Regions from separate parts of the Mus musculus genome. Here region 1 is linked to region 2. The links are chromatin contacts, called in public HiChIP or PLAC-seq maps. All regions are on one chromosome and are shown on one strand. The core of a region is the stretch at or near the end of the contact, and the rest is flanking DNA. Distances in the headings are between cores, read along the strand shown. Region 1 overlaps Fam3b (family with sequence similarity 3, member B). Region 2 overlaps Bace2 (beta-site APP-cleaving enzyme 2).

Region 1 (6,774 bases), core at 1,745-4,244, 67 kb after region 2:
AAACACATGAAGGAGTGTTTTCCTGAAGGAGTCATAAGTGAAAGACTGAGGCAGACTCATGAAATGTTTCGCTGAAGCAGACACAGGAAAGAGGATGCTCTGCTAAAGCAAGCACTCAAAAGGACACATGATGAAGGATTCTTTGCTAACAACATGCAAGTATTGGTCCACCTTGCATTACATAGTTGAGCTCCATTTGGCAGGACTCTGTGGATTTGGGCTGATTAGATGCATAAGACGTGTGCTGAGGCAAGGACACATGATGTTTGGAGGGTATAAATAGGGCCTGGTGACATGATTGGAGACAGAGCTAGGTTTGCTTATAGAGCTAGCTGTGCAACGCTTGTGGGTCTTGCTTCTTCGCCGATATTTGCTTCCCTGAGAGGGGCACAGTGAAGAACTTCTCCTGGAGTCCATTCCTGGTCCCTCCTGCTGACTCAAGTCAAGGCTGAGGCCTGGCTATCTCTGCTAGGTTGTGCCACCACTGCTGATTCATGTTTGCTATCCTGACTCTATCAAACTGGACAGCTGATGAAGTGTTTTTGGGTGGATGGAGCTGCCACTGCTTGCTAACCTGTGAACTGAACTGCTGATTTTCAGACAACACAGATGGGAGTTGCTCCAGGGAACCTTTCTAGGTCAACTTCCCAGTATCCTTTTTTGTTTTTAAAACAAAGTTTTATTAGATATTTTCTTCATTTACATTCCAAGCCAGTATCCTTTCTTTCTCACTACCTCTAGTGAGTGGTGGGCTAAAAGGGCTGACAGCAACAAAGCTGTCATGAATCAGCCTGTCCTGGGTTGACTCCCAGAGAGAACTCAGCAGCCTCTGGGGCTCTGTCCCAATGTGCTGAGTGACCAGATGTGCAGGGCCGCTGCCCAGCTGCCTGACTCTTCCCAGCTCCAGTTGTTTATCATTTATTATCCATAGCAGCATTTTGTATTTGTGTAAACACTTTGTTTTATTTTGAGACAGTCTTCTTGTGTACCTTGAACTCACAGCAATCCCTGCCTCTATTTCCCAAGTACTGGAATTACAGGTGTGCATTTCAGTGCACAGCTATAAACACTATTTTAAAGCGATTTCACACAGAGATAAAATGTAGCAGAAAGTACAGAACTGTATATGCCATTTCTTCATCCAAGTGCCCACTCCTGTCCTCAGCAGAGAACCTTTAGCTAGCTCAGTGGTAAACCTATAACAGCACACTGTCACCTAGTGGTCACAATTGACGTTTCTACATCACAGTCTGCTCTCAGCTTTGAACAAATACATGATGACAAAGACCATCATTATAGTGGACACCATCACTGCCCTAAGCTCCAGGACAAGATCTACCATGATAGTATTGCTCAGAGCGCCATCAAATACCCAAACCCCAGGGTTCTGGCACTGTCTCCCTTCTCCCACCCTTGGTGATCCCCAATAGCTCTTCTGTCCCCCAAACTGTGCCTTTTTTTTTTTTTTCAGGAATGTTACATAATTCACTCAGCAACTTTGTGATAACCATACCAGTATGAGCTTTCTAGTAGTTTCTGCCTGACCTTGCTTCCTAGAGTTGATTCAGAGCTCAGGACAATCAGAGGCTAATGGCTGAGGTCCACAGCTGAGAATAGCCCTTTGATTAGAATTCTCTTGGTAAGGCAAATTTTGCCTTTGAGGAAAGATATATTACATAAGAAGTTGCTTTTTCGTCAAAAAAAAAAAAAAATGAGCCGATCAGCTTATAACAAAGGTTCCTGTTGGTTCCTTGAGATGCTGGCCCATCACTGTTGAGATTTTGTCTTTTGTAATGCTAAGGGAAGCCTGGGTTGAGGTTTTCCAGGGCTTGGAAAGAGAGGACCTCAAGGCCAAGGAGTGACTGGGCTGGAGTCCTACAGTCCTCTTCAAGACCACACTCCCAATATCCTAACTACCTCTTGCTAGGCCCACCTCTTAGGAGTTCTATAAGCTCCCATTACTGTCACTCTGGGAACAAGTCTCCACTACATGAGCCTTAGGGAATGATTAATAAGCAAACCATTGAAGCTGCTAAAATATGCTGCAGACAGACACAAGTCATGGCCAGTGAGTCCAGGCCTGAAATGGAAAGTCAGGTATAAGCACAGTAGGTGTGAGCACAGTAGGTGTGCCGTCTTTAGCTCACAGTTTTAGTCAGTAGAATAAAAGTAAACACAAGTACCAGATACAAACGTAAAGAAAGGAATCTAGCCAAGGTTACACTCAAAGGTGTGGCCCAGTTCTTTATCCTCTGGAGGGGTTCCAAGCACAGCAGAGACAGTGTTGTAAGAGCAGGTGCCCCCAGAGGCACAAGAGCCCCCGTCCCTGTTCAGTGCTGGGGCTGGACACTAGTGACATTCATCACAACACAAATGCAGCCGAGAGCCGGGTACCAGCTTATGCAACACGAGTGAATCTGCAGTCAATGCCTCAGAGTTTCTTCCCTGACAGTGTGGTCTGTGGGGGTTGACAAAGGGTCAGGTAGAAAGAGTTGCCATGGGAATAGGATAAAAGGCTGGGCATCTTTAAGCCAAAGACCTGAACCCTGCCTGGCTAGGCATGCCCTGAGCCTGTCACCTGACAATCAGAGGGGTCAGCATGCCTTAAAAGGAGATACGATGGAAATGCATTTCCTCCTTTCTTACCCGGAAGATCTGTGGGTACTTAGTGGTTAACAACGCCTACCAACTTGGTTAGTCCTGTAATCAGCTAAGAGACAAGCCTCTGGGCATGTCCATGAGGAAGTGTTTAGGTTAAGTAAATTGAAGAAGACAGGCACACCCAGAATAAGAGCAATACCTTTCCCTGGGCCAATATTCCAGACTGAGAAAAAGAAAGAGAGAGAGAGAGAGAGAGAGAGAGAGAGAGAGAGAGAGAGAGAGAGAGAGAGAGAGAGAGAGAGAGAGAGAGAGAGAAAAGAAAGTAAGCACTAATGGCCATCCCTCTGCTTCCTGACTTTGGATGTAACATGGCCAGCTGCAACCTCCAACCACCTTGACTTCCTTGTCATGATGGACTGTATTCCTAAAACTGAAAGCGAAACTCTTATGTTGCTTTAGTTAGTTCTTTAGTCACAATGAGACAAGTCACTATTATAGGTACCAAAGCCCAAAGGAGTCTGTACAATTGTGCTTAGGGCTTATTTGCACCCAACAGATTTGGGGTCCACAGCAAGATGTGCCCAAGACTGAGCACAGCTGAGCTGGGCTTTCACTGACATCCTGAGGCTAGAACCAGGCCCAGGGCTCCCACAAGGCTCCCATAGGTATCCCCTTGTACTGGCTGGCTTTGTGTCAACTTGACACAGCTTGAGTTATCACAGAGAAAGGAGCGTCAGTTGAGGAAATGCCTCCATGAGATCCAGCTGTAAGGCATTTTCTTAATTAGTGATGGGGTGGGGTTGGTGAGATCCCCTTGTGGATGGTACCATATCTGGGCTGGTAGTCTTGGGTTCTATAAAAAAGCAAGCTGAGCAAGCCAGGAGAAGCAAGCCAGTAAGCAGCACCCTGCCATGGCCTCTGCATCAGCTCCTGCTTCCTGACCTGCTTGAGTTCCTGTCCTGACTTCCTGTGGTGATGAACAGCAATGTGGAAAGTGTAAGCTGAATAAACCCTTTCCTCCCCAACTTGCTCCTTGGTCATGATGTTTGTGCAGGGATAGAAACCCTGACTAAGACACCCTTGCTTACAGGAGTATCAGTAGTTCTCTGCCTGTCTTCACGTGGTACTAACATGCAGGTCTGTGCCCAAACTGTCCCTGCTTATGAGGTCAGTAGCCATGCAAGAAGGACTGGCCCTACTGCAGCAGAGCCACGTCCTAACTAATTAAGTCTACTGTAGTCCTACTTGCAGGAAGACCACATTCTGAGGCACTGAGCATCAGGACTTCAGCATAGGAATTTGGGGAAAGCAATGGAGCCTATAGTCAAGCCTGGGTCAGGATCCTACCTGTGATCTGCAAGAAACAAGGTAGAGACTGAGGAGCCTGTGCTCTGAAACTCTTGTGTTTTCCTGGGCCAGAGGACTGCTTGATGTGCAGTGGTTGTTGTAGTTCCTAAATACTCATTAGCCACTGTGCTAACAGACTCTCATCTCCCTGCCATGACCATGCATCTTACTGTGTCCTTGCAGAGAGCTGGTGTATCCTATGTGGAACTCTCCAGGTAAGTCTTGGGGGGAGGGGAGGATAGGGAGTGAGCACGGTGGGTGGCAACACATGTCCAGGCAGGAGCAGGGCAGAAAGCTTCTGAATTTCTGCTCTCTCCAATGTCTTCATTGGATAGGAAGAGTCCAGGAAGCTGGATACTGGTATCCCATGCATCACAGGGAGTAATCAATGCACCTGTTTGCCAAGAGCTTAGAATAGATTGATGTATCAAGTATGCAGGGATTCAGTGCACCAGATATTCTCAATTCTATGTATTGCCTCTCATTCTCTCTCTCTCTCTCTCTCTCTCTCTCTCTCTCTCTCTCTCTGTGTGTGTGTGTATGTGTGTGTATGTGTGTGCATGTGTGTGTATGCATGTGTGTTCCTGTGCATGGTGAGTGTGCGTGTATGCATGTATATACTGTAGCGTGGCCAAGGTTGAAGTCAGATATCTTTCCAACACTCTTGGCCCAATTTACTCATTTGGGTATGTGGTTATGCTTGTGTATAGATATGTGTATATAGGTATATGCATCTATATGTACATGTGTGGAGGTCAGAAGTTAGTGCCTTCCTCTATAACTCTCCATTTTAATTTTTGAGAAAGGATCTTACACTGGCCCAAAGCTCCCCATTTCAGTTAGGCTGGCTGGCCATCATGCCTTTGATCTCTGCCTGCTCACCAGCACTGGGATTACACGTGCCACCATAACTGGCTTGTACAAGGCCCTAGGAATCTGAACTCAGGTTGTGCTGATACAGAAAGCAATTTTCTGACTCAGCCACCTGCCCAGCCCTATATACTTCATTTTTTTGAGATAGGGTTTCTTACTGAAACTAAAGCTTGCTTCTAGAACTCACTGGCCTGTGATCTCCTGGGAGCAGATTGTGGCTAAGCCACAGTGCCAGCCTCCCTCCTTGTGAACCAGAGCCTTGCACAGAGGCAGAGCTGATAGCAAATAAACCTACACCCTACAGGGAAGTTTAAGAGCCAAACGTGAGGTGATCAAGGATTATGGCTAAGGCCTCATTCATTCCCCAGAAGATATTTGGCAGGAACAAGTGTATTCCAAGTGACAGTGGGATAAGAGCACACTCTGAAGAGCTGTAGGGACCACACCGTGGCCTGACATAGACATGGGACTCGTCATTCTCAGCAGCCAGCAAGCGGTTTTGCTCCTTTCCAGCCTCCATCCATCCCCACCCCTTCAAATGTCTCCCTTCTGCGAGTTGTCCTGGCTTGAAAATTCCTTCACCGTACAGCGGCAGTGCGATACCATCAGCTGCTTAGGATCCGTGTGATTAACAGTGTCTTAGTGGTTTACAACAAACTGCCAAATCCCCGTCAACACTTTCCTTCACAGCTGGACTTCAAAGGATCAGACTCCTGTGACATTCAGCTGAGTATATCTGTACAAAACGTGTTTATTGAGGTCCAAGCACCGTTATCTCAGCCCTTTGGGTATGCATCCTTCGATCTGGATCTCCGCTGGCCAGCCTGCATATCTGTTCCTGGATTGATCTGAGTGGTTGATCTAGGTGAGGGAGAGAAAAGTGTGTCATTTATTCACTAAGCTCATCGCTGGATCTGTGTCTGCTGTGAGCAAAGTCATATGAACAGACGTCTCAGAGTGGCAGTTTCTCCAGCCCAGGTTAAAATTCTTCTCAACACCTCTCTTCCTTCTTCTACGTGTTCTTTCTGTCATCCCTTATTTCTGCTTCCTTCCTCTCATCCCTTTCCTTTCCTTTCCTTTCCTTTCCTTTCCCCTTCCCTTCCCCTTCTCCTCCCTTCTCTTCTCCCTTCTCCCTCCTTCTCCCTTCTCCTTTCTCCCTTTTCTCCCTTCTCCCTCCTTCTCCCTTCTCCTTTCTCCCTTTTCTCCCTTCTCCCTCCTTCTCCCTTCTCCTTTCTCCCTTTTCTCCCTTCTCCCTCCCTTCTCCCTTCTCCCTTCTCCCTTTTCTCCCTTCTCTCCCTTCCCTTTCCTTTCCTTTCCTTTCCTTTCCTTTCCTTTCCTTTCCTTTCCTTTCCTTTCCTTTCCTTTCCTTTCCTTTCCTTTCCTTTCCTTTCCTTCCTATCTCATCTTCAGCTTCTTTGGTTGAAGATGGCCCTATTTTGTAGTCTAGGCTACCCTGGGACTCACAGTGAATCCTCTGGTATCAGCCTTACAAGTACTGAGATTATAGACCTGAACTACTATACCCAGCCTCAATGTATCTCTCAATAGTATTTATTTTAATATTTTTGGAAGATTTATTTTTTAATGTATACAAGTACACTGTAGCTGTCTTCAGACACACCAGATCCCATTACAGATGGTTGTGAGCTACCATGTGGTTGCTGGGAATTGAACTCAGGACCTCTGGGAGAGCAATCTGTGCTCTTAACTGCTGGGCTATCTCTCCAGCCCTCAATAGAATTTAATAGCAGCTCTGGAACTTTCCCAAAGGATTGGGGCTCTTCTGCAGTCTACAGTGTGGCTTAGTAGAGAAGCAAAGAGCCTTTGAGAAGCAGCTAATGTGATATGCGCTCACCTCCAAAGTCTATTTAATTTGACCCACTCGAATGTGCATACGAAGAGCACTGCCGTGGGAACAGCATATGATCTAGCTCTTGCCTGTGGGAACAGCAC
Region 2 (6,305 bases), core at 1,227-3,726:
GGCTGTGGAATGTTTCCCATATGACTTCATACGTTTATATTTTCTAACATTTCTCCCTAAATCAGTATGGATATTAGTTTTTACTGATTAATAAGTTGTTGTGCTTCATACTTCTACAAATAATTTGAAGCTTTCCAATTTTTTTCTCCTTAAAAAAACAAAAGGTACAGATTCTTGTGGACACTGGAAGCAGTAACTTCGCTGTGGCAGGTGCCCCACACTCCTACATAGACACCTACTTTGACTCAGAGAGGTGAGTGGCTTACACACAGCTGCAGGGGCTGGCCTAGTGGTGAGGGCTGGATTGGCATCTTTGAGAATGTACTGGACCATCTGTCTCATTTCTCAGGAACTGTATTCAATGTGTGCAGGTTTGTGTATCTGTCTGCATATGCGTGCGTGTGTGCGTGCATGTGTGCGTTTGTACTAATGCACACAACGTATGCACATCTTCTGGAGAATTTGTATCTGGTTCTGCTAATAGCCTTGGGGAGATTACCTTATGAAATTTCAAGTGTAACACATTCCTTGTTTACACAGAACCTGCACTTCACAGTGTGGAAAGTTGTTGGAGAGGAAGCCTACCCACATGTGGCCCACCCACATGTGTCCCACCCTCTACTTATCAGGTTCCACCTAGGTGGCAGGAATGACAGGCTCCCTTATTTGCACAGCTGAAGAGAGGACAGGGACTGCCTGTGCCAGGTGGCACCTCATAACACCTCCGTGCGTTAGTGCTGGCCTCTCCCTCAAGGAACACAGAGCTTCCATGTGACATGTGTGTGGGGTGGATGGAGTTGCTTTGTGTGTGCCCATGTGCCAGCAGATTGGGTTTGGTGCTTTTGCTGTCCCCTCCTGGTCACACTAGTGGTTTACGATGGCCTCTGTATCTGTACATCCACCATGCGCCTCCCATCACTGCCTCTGGACTTCAGTACAGTATTGCTCCAGATCATTCCCGTTTAACACTGTAGCCTGGGAAGTGAAGGAGCAAGGAGACTTCCTGAATTCCAGTTTCCAGACTTTAGCATTGTACAAATGCCTTGCAATGAGATCAAAAGGCCATTTAAATACCCCATACATAATTCTTACCAGTTTGAGGTAGTGCAAGTGTTAGTTACGTATCCGATCCAAAAAAACATGCAATGCCCTCAAACGTGAAACACTTTGAGCAACCACATGATCCTGCAAATGTCAAGTTCCACTACAGATCTCAGGTCAGTCACAACACAAATGCACCAAACATACTGTGTACAGTGACCTTAAGGTCATTTGTGTAAGGTATTCGTGACACAAGTGAGGTTTTCATCTAGGTATGGGTGCCCTTTCCCAGGTATCTCAGTATGTATGTGCAAACACTCCAGAGAACCTGAATCTGAAGTACTTCTTGTCCCAAGTAAATCTACACCAGCCAGGATGAGGGTCGAGAATGAGGTGGTATGAGTAAGGTACTCAGTACATCATATGAATGTACCAATGAGAGACATGTGGAGGATGCTGGATGCTGCACACCAGTGTGTGAATGTGGGCTCAATGGGACACTGACCCCGAAGAGGCCATTTGGGCAACTGACTTAGACTGTTTACTGGGTTACTTTGGATGGTTGATGGGATTTTTCCAAAGTGAAGAACAATCCTCATGAGATTAGGAATAAAACATCATGTGCCTTCATTTACATATTAGTTAATGCTCCAATGTATGCTAACTCTGCCCGGAGGCCCCCAGGCTCAGATAAATAAATAGCTTTCCACCCACACTCATGCCATGGAACTTCAGGAAGCCCTGTGGCAGGCAGATGGTTCTGTGTTTTAAGGGATGCCCTGCCTCTTCTAGGATTGCACCATTCCTGACACTGACCTATCAGTGGCCCCAAACAGGGTAGCAGACCAAGAAGTCCCAGCTCATAGATCTGGAGCAGATGCACAGCCCACCCCCATCCCCGTAGCAGTGTAGAGTTCCAATCCTTATCACAGACCTGTTGGCCTAAGATCCAGAAGAAGGGAGCAGTAAAACTGGAACTGGTGTACATTAGGGTGATGTGGACACAGGTGCTTATGGTGCACTGCAAAGTTAGGGTTCTACCACAAGGCAACCACCTGCAGCCTCTTGGCGGCTTCATTTTCAGCTCCATCCAAAGTGCACCCAGGGATCCTTTGACAGGGCAAAGGAAACATGCTAGGGTAAATAGAAGTCATCATTGCTGAAGCTGTGTACTCTATCACTGTGTTAGTTGGTCAGCTGTGGACAGCCATGGCAGCTTTCTCACCGACCCCCACTGTGTGTGTTGTGCCAATGAGCCTTGGTTCTCATTCAGGCTCCAGCAGGACATGTTGTTTTGCTTTCCTCCTTCAGGGGAACTCTGTGCCTCTAGCCAGGTGTGTGGGAGGTATGCAGAAATTCCCCTTTATCCTGTGCAGTAAACAAGGCTTCTCAGACCTGCCTTCATCTGACTGAGTCAATATGAACTCCTGGGCTTTCCATTGCTGCTGTGACCAGTCATCCTTCCTTCCTGTTAAGCCCACAAAAGGGCATAGACACCCCCTCAGCTTTGCCACCTCAGATCTATTTCCCTGGCTTTTAAGTAAATAAAACAAGAAACAGCAGAACACACCCAGGTCTAGAAAAAGCAAGGCTTCCCTCTGTGCTCTGTCTCTGCCATTCCTGCCTTCTCTTGGCTGGGGCTGGGAGGACTGGGATAGGGAATTCGTTTGTGCTTAGAGTCAGCAGAGACAATTATTATAAGAAATATGTGCTCTCCATATAAATTATCATTTGTAGTTTGCTGATATTGGCTGTTGTAAGGTTTTTTCAATCTCTGAGTCTGATGGAAGCCAGAGAACAGTGTCTTTCCTTCTGGATCTCTGACAAAGGTGCCTTTGTGGAGATGTTGGGCCCTGCCCTGTGATGTTTGAGTATCGAGTTGGCCTTCAGATTTCTTTGTTATAATAAGGCTCCTGGCTGGGCTTAGCAGCCTCTGATATAAACCCCCAGCCTTCCTATGTTCAGGTTTTATACTTCCTGAAGCATTGTGCAGTAATTGGAGATTGGGCTCAGAGTTCTCTGAAAAGATCTCTTTGATTTATAGAAGACGATGGGCCACTATGAGTCATTTGTGTGGCTTGTCACCGTCATGAGCCCTCTTTGCAGCTGTTGAATGCCACAGAGTATAACTATGCAGCAAAAGGGAAAGCGCTGAATGCTTTTCAAATGCATTTTCTTTTCAGACAATAAAATGGCCTCCAGCCAAATGGACAAGTGAAAGGTCCAATGTATACCTCACTTAATCCTCTGTTGTGTGTGTGTGTGTGGGGGGGGGGATATGCATGCTTGTCTATTAATGTTGTCTTACTTCTGCACTCCATCTGTGTTTAAACCCACAGAGGTGTTGAAGCAATGAACTAATTCATTTTCTGCATGATGACCATGAGATTAGGGAACCCAAGAACCACCTGGTGATGTCTTTAAGGAGGCTAGCGGACACACAGATACCTTTCCATTACAGTAGGAACAGGTCTTTCTCTTGGTTACTCAGGTAACTTTTCAAGACTGTGGTTGACCTGTCCATCAGTGGCTGGCTTCTTTGGAGCCTGAGAGCTTGAACCATCAGGTCATGCCCAAGGCTCCATTCATTCAGCTCTGGTGACTTCTGAAATCATTGACAAGTCACAAGGACCAAATAGCCAAACCCACTGGTAAATGCTAAACCCTGAAATATGCACAGAAATTTTGTGAAGAGACCTTTGGGGCCTCAGTATTCCCTGGGCTTGAAAGTGGTTTGGGAGAACCAGAGCTGACCCAAGGACTCACCTTTGAAGTCAGCAACGCCGCCCCTTCCATGTTCTCTGGAAACAATGATAGCTTTCTCTTGAAATAGGATGGCCCCAAAGTTCTTTTCTTGGCTTCAGCTGATCTCTTTTTTTAATTCTACTTTCCCTGAACTCTCTGATCAGAGGCAGAATGTCTTCCAAATCTTGTTCAGAATGTTTTTATTACTGTGAGCAGATTCATTTCTGACCACCCACATCCTTGACTGTTTGCCGCATCTGAGCATCTGGAATGGAGGCCTTGGAAGTGAGAAGCCCATCCAGGGTTTTCTCATGGCAGGATTAATAGGAAAAGCAAGTGAGGGCTGAAACTCAGTGTCAGAAAAGTAATGTTAGCAAATGAAGATGTGGTGATCACTTTAATGTGCTAATAACCTGCAGGGCTGCTCATGGTACTGCCCAGGCTCCCCTTCACTGTTTCAGATTCAGTAAAGGAGTCCCAAAGAGGGCAGGCTTACAATTACAATTTTCCCACATTCTCCCAGGAAATGTTTTCTACAGGGGTGGCCACTGATAGTGTGGAGCTGTTGAAGTTAATTAATGCTAAATGATGTGAAATAAAAGTTCTGTCACTATCACATTCCAGTAGACGCATGTGACTTCCATAATGGATGACATACACATAGATCAGCCTGTCCTCAGAGCAGGTTCTTCTGGACAGCACTGGTCCAGGGCACAACATTGGACCATTTAGAAGTCTGTTGCCCAGAGACATTAGACAATACCTTTCCATACCAAGAATGTTTGCTCCTCCTTTTTAGGAGGCAGTCAGATTTTATGTTTAGGGTACTCAGTGGTATCATCCTGTTTTCTAGAACAAACCTGAGTTTTCTACTGATAGCTTACAGATTGGAGAAAGCTAGGAAGCCCTTTGATAATTATACTAATTGTAGCTGTTTTGTTGCAAACTGATTGGGAGACAGGATTTTATTCTAAATCTGTCACATATTAACTTTTCTAGTTTGCATAGGTAGTCTCCAGAGGTACCCACCCTGGCTTATCCCAGAGTATTGGGCAACTGAAGCACAGAATGTGATAGTTTGGTCCTGAATGGTACAGGTAGTAAGTGAGTGAGTGAACACATATGTGAACCCTGGTACTATACTCCTACTGCCTTTCTGCTCTCTACAAGTGGCATCAAATTATCCAGGAACATTTCTGTAAGGCAGGTGCAGTATCAGGAAACCAAAAAACGTGTTGTGTGGCTATGAGGCCACTCAAGTTCTTATTCTAGGGAACATGCTGAAGCCTAGGTGGGATGAAAATAAAATACCTTTCAAAGTCCCGCCTAAGGAAGCTGATGGGGTAGGGGGAGATAGCTGATCTGCTAGTTAATTTATGGGGTCCACAGATGTTGACAATGAGCCAAATCTGGCTGCTGGATATATACATATACATCGTACACACACACACACACACACACACACACACACACACACACACACACACACATATATATATACATACATATACATATAGTTTTATGCTTCTATATGGTGTGTGGCTGTTCCCTTGATACAGCACCACAGCTCTGTACCTACAACAGAGATTATAAGGTAAGCAAATGCTAGAAGATTCCTTCATAGGAAAGGTGTGCTGACTCCCATGCCAAGTCCTTCTGCAAGCATTTCTGAACTTGACCTGTTTATCAAAGGAATCAAGATGTCAGCGTTTGTTTCCCCTTATTGGCTTTCCCCATAGATGTGTTTGTTCCTCCCCACTGTGTGCCTGGAACATCTGAGATTGCACCAACACTCAACTTGCTCTTTGATCCATCCTTAAAATCTCAAGTCCCAACGGCCTTACAGTGAACAAAACATGGACAATTACCAGGGCTTGACCCTGGGGCCCTGCCTGTCCATCTACTCCCATTTTTCTCTTCATGTCTGTCCACCCTCAAGAGGTTTGTATGAGTTTTCTCGTTGCCATGAAAAATGCTTGACAGTAGTAGGTCTGAGAAGTCTTCAAGGGCAGCTGGCTGCACTGGGTACACATGTTCTTGTAAGCTGCAGTTCTCCCCAGCAATGTATCTGTCTATTCCTTGGGTCAGTCTGTCATGGTAATGGGACCATGGTACCATTGATTTACACCAAGCTGGATGGTTTCCTTCAGGCAGGAAGGCCACCAACAACAGGATCCCAACAATGTTCAAGTTAACAATGATGAGCAAAATGAAAATAATCTAGAACTTAGAGAGCAGAGTGCCTTGTGAAGACACGAGAAGAGAAGATATGGGTGACGATGGCAGTGCAGCTCAAAGACCGGGTTAGCGGCTTCAGCTTGGTCTTTTCTCACCACCATTTTTACTTCACTAATACCTAAGGGGCTTCCCCAGTTGCCAAGTAGACCTGGAAAATTGTGCCAGCTGCAAAGGAGGCTCTGACTTTACAAAAGTATTTTAAATAGCAGTGCAGTTTCGAAAGAAAAATGGATAGCTTTCTTTTCATGATCATGTACAGATGTCTTTTCTTTATATTTCTC

Evidence for each region. HiChIP or PLAC-seq counts read pairs in DNA pulled down with a chosen protein or histone mark.
Region 1: a contact with region 2 is called in a CTCF HiChIP or PLAC-seq map of CD8 T cells, with 12 read pairs. The contact joins two enhancer-like sites. A contact is called at or near these places in 1 of 39 promoter capture datasets (macrophages), 1 of 15 datasets of contacts at CTCF or cohesin (CD8 T cells), 1 of 484 Hi-C or Micro-C datasets (the N1E-115 cell line), 3 of 115 datasets of contacts at active chromatin or transcription factors (CD8 T cells, embryonic stem cells and pancreatic cancer cells) and 2 of 9 other capture datasets (adipose tissue and pancreatic islet).

The regions. Positions count from the first base shown.
Region 1 is chr16:97,465,542-97,472,315 of GRCm38.p6, forward strand. Fam3b (family with sequence similarity 3, member B) reads right to left here. Exons shown (of 8, transcript NM_020622.3): 8 at 5,424-5,682. The coding sequence ends at 5,593. Among named protein-coding and RNA genes, the nearest start is that of Fam3b, 36 kb to the right of the region's middle. Within about 2 kb of position 2,995, at least 49 of the 459 cell types and tissues checked have an H3K27ac peak or open chromatin away from gene starts, as enhancers often do. A contact at or near this core is called in CD8 T cells, where this site is marked.
Region 2 is chr16:97,399,470-97,405,774 of GRCm38.p6, forward strand. Bace2 (beta-site APP-cleaving enzyme 2) reads left to right here. Exons shown (of 9, transcript NM_019517.5): 2 at 165-253. Among named protein-coding and RNA genes, the nearest start is that of Bace2, 46 kb to the left of the region's middle. Within about 2 kb of position 2,477, at least 47 of the 459 cell types and tissues checked have an H3K27ac peak or open chromatin away from gene starts, as enhancers often do. A contact at or near this core is called in CD8 T cells, where this site is marked.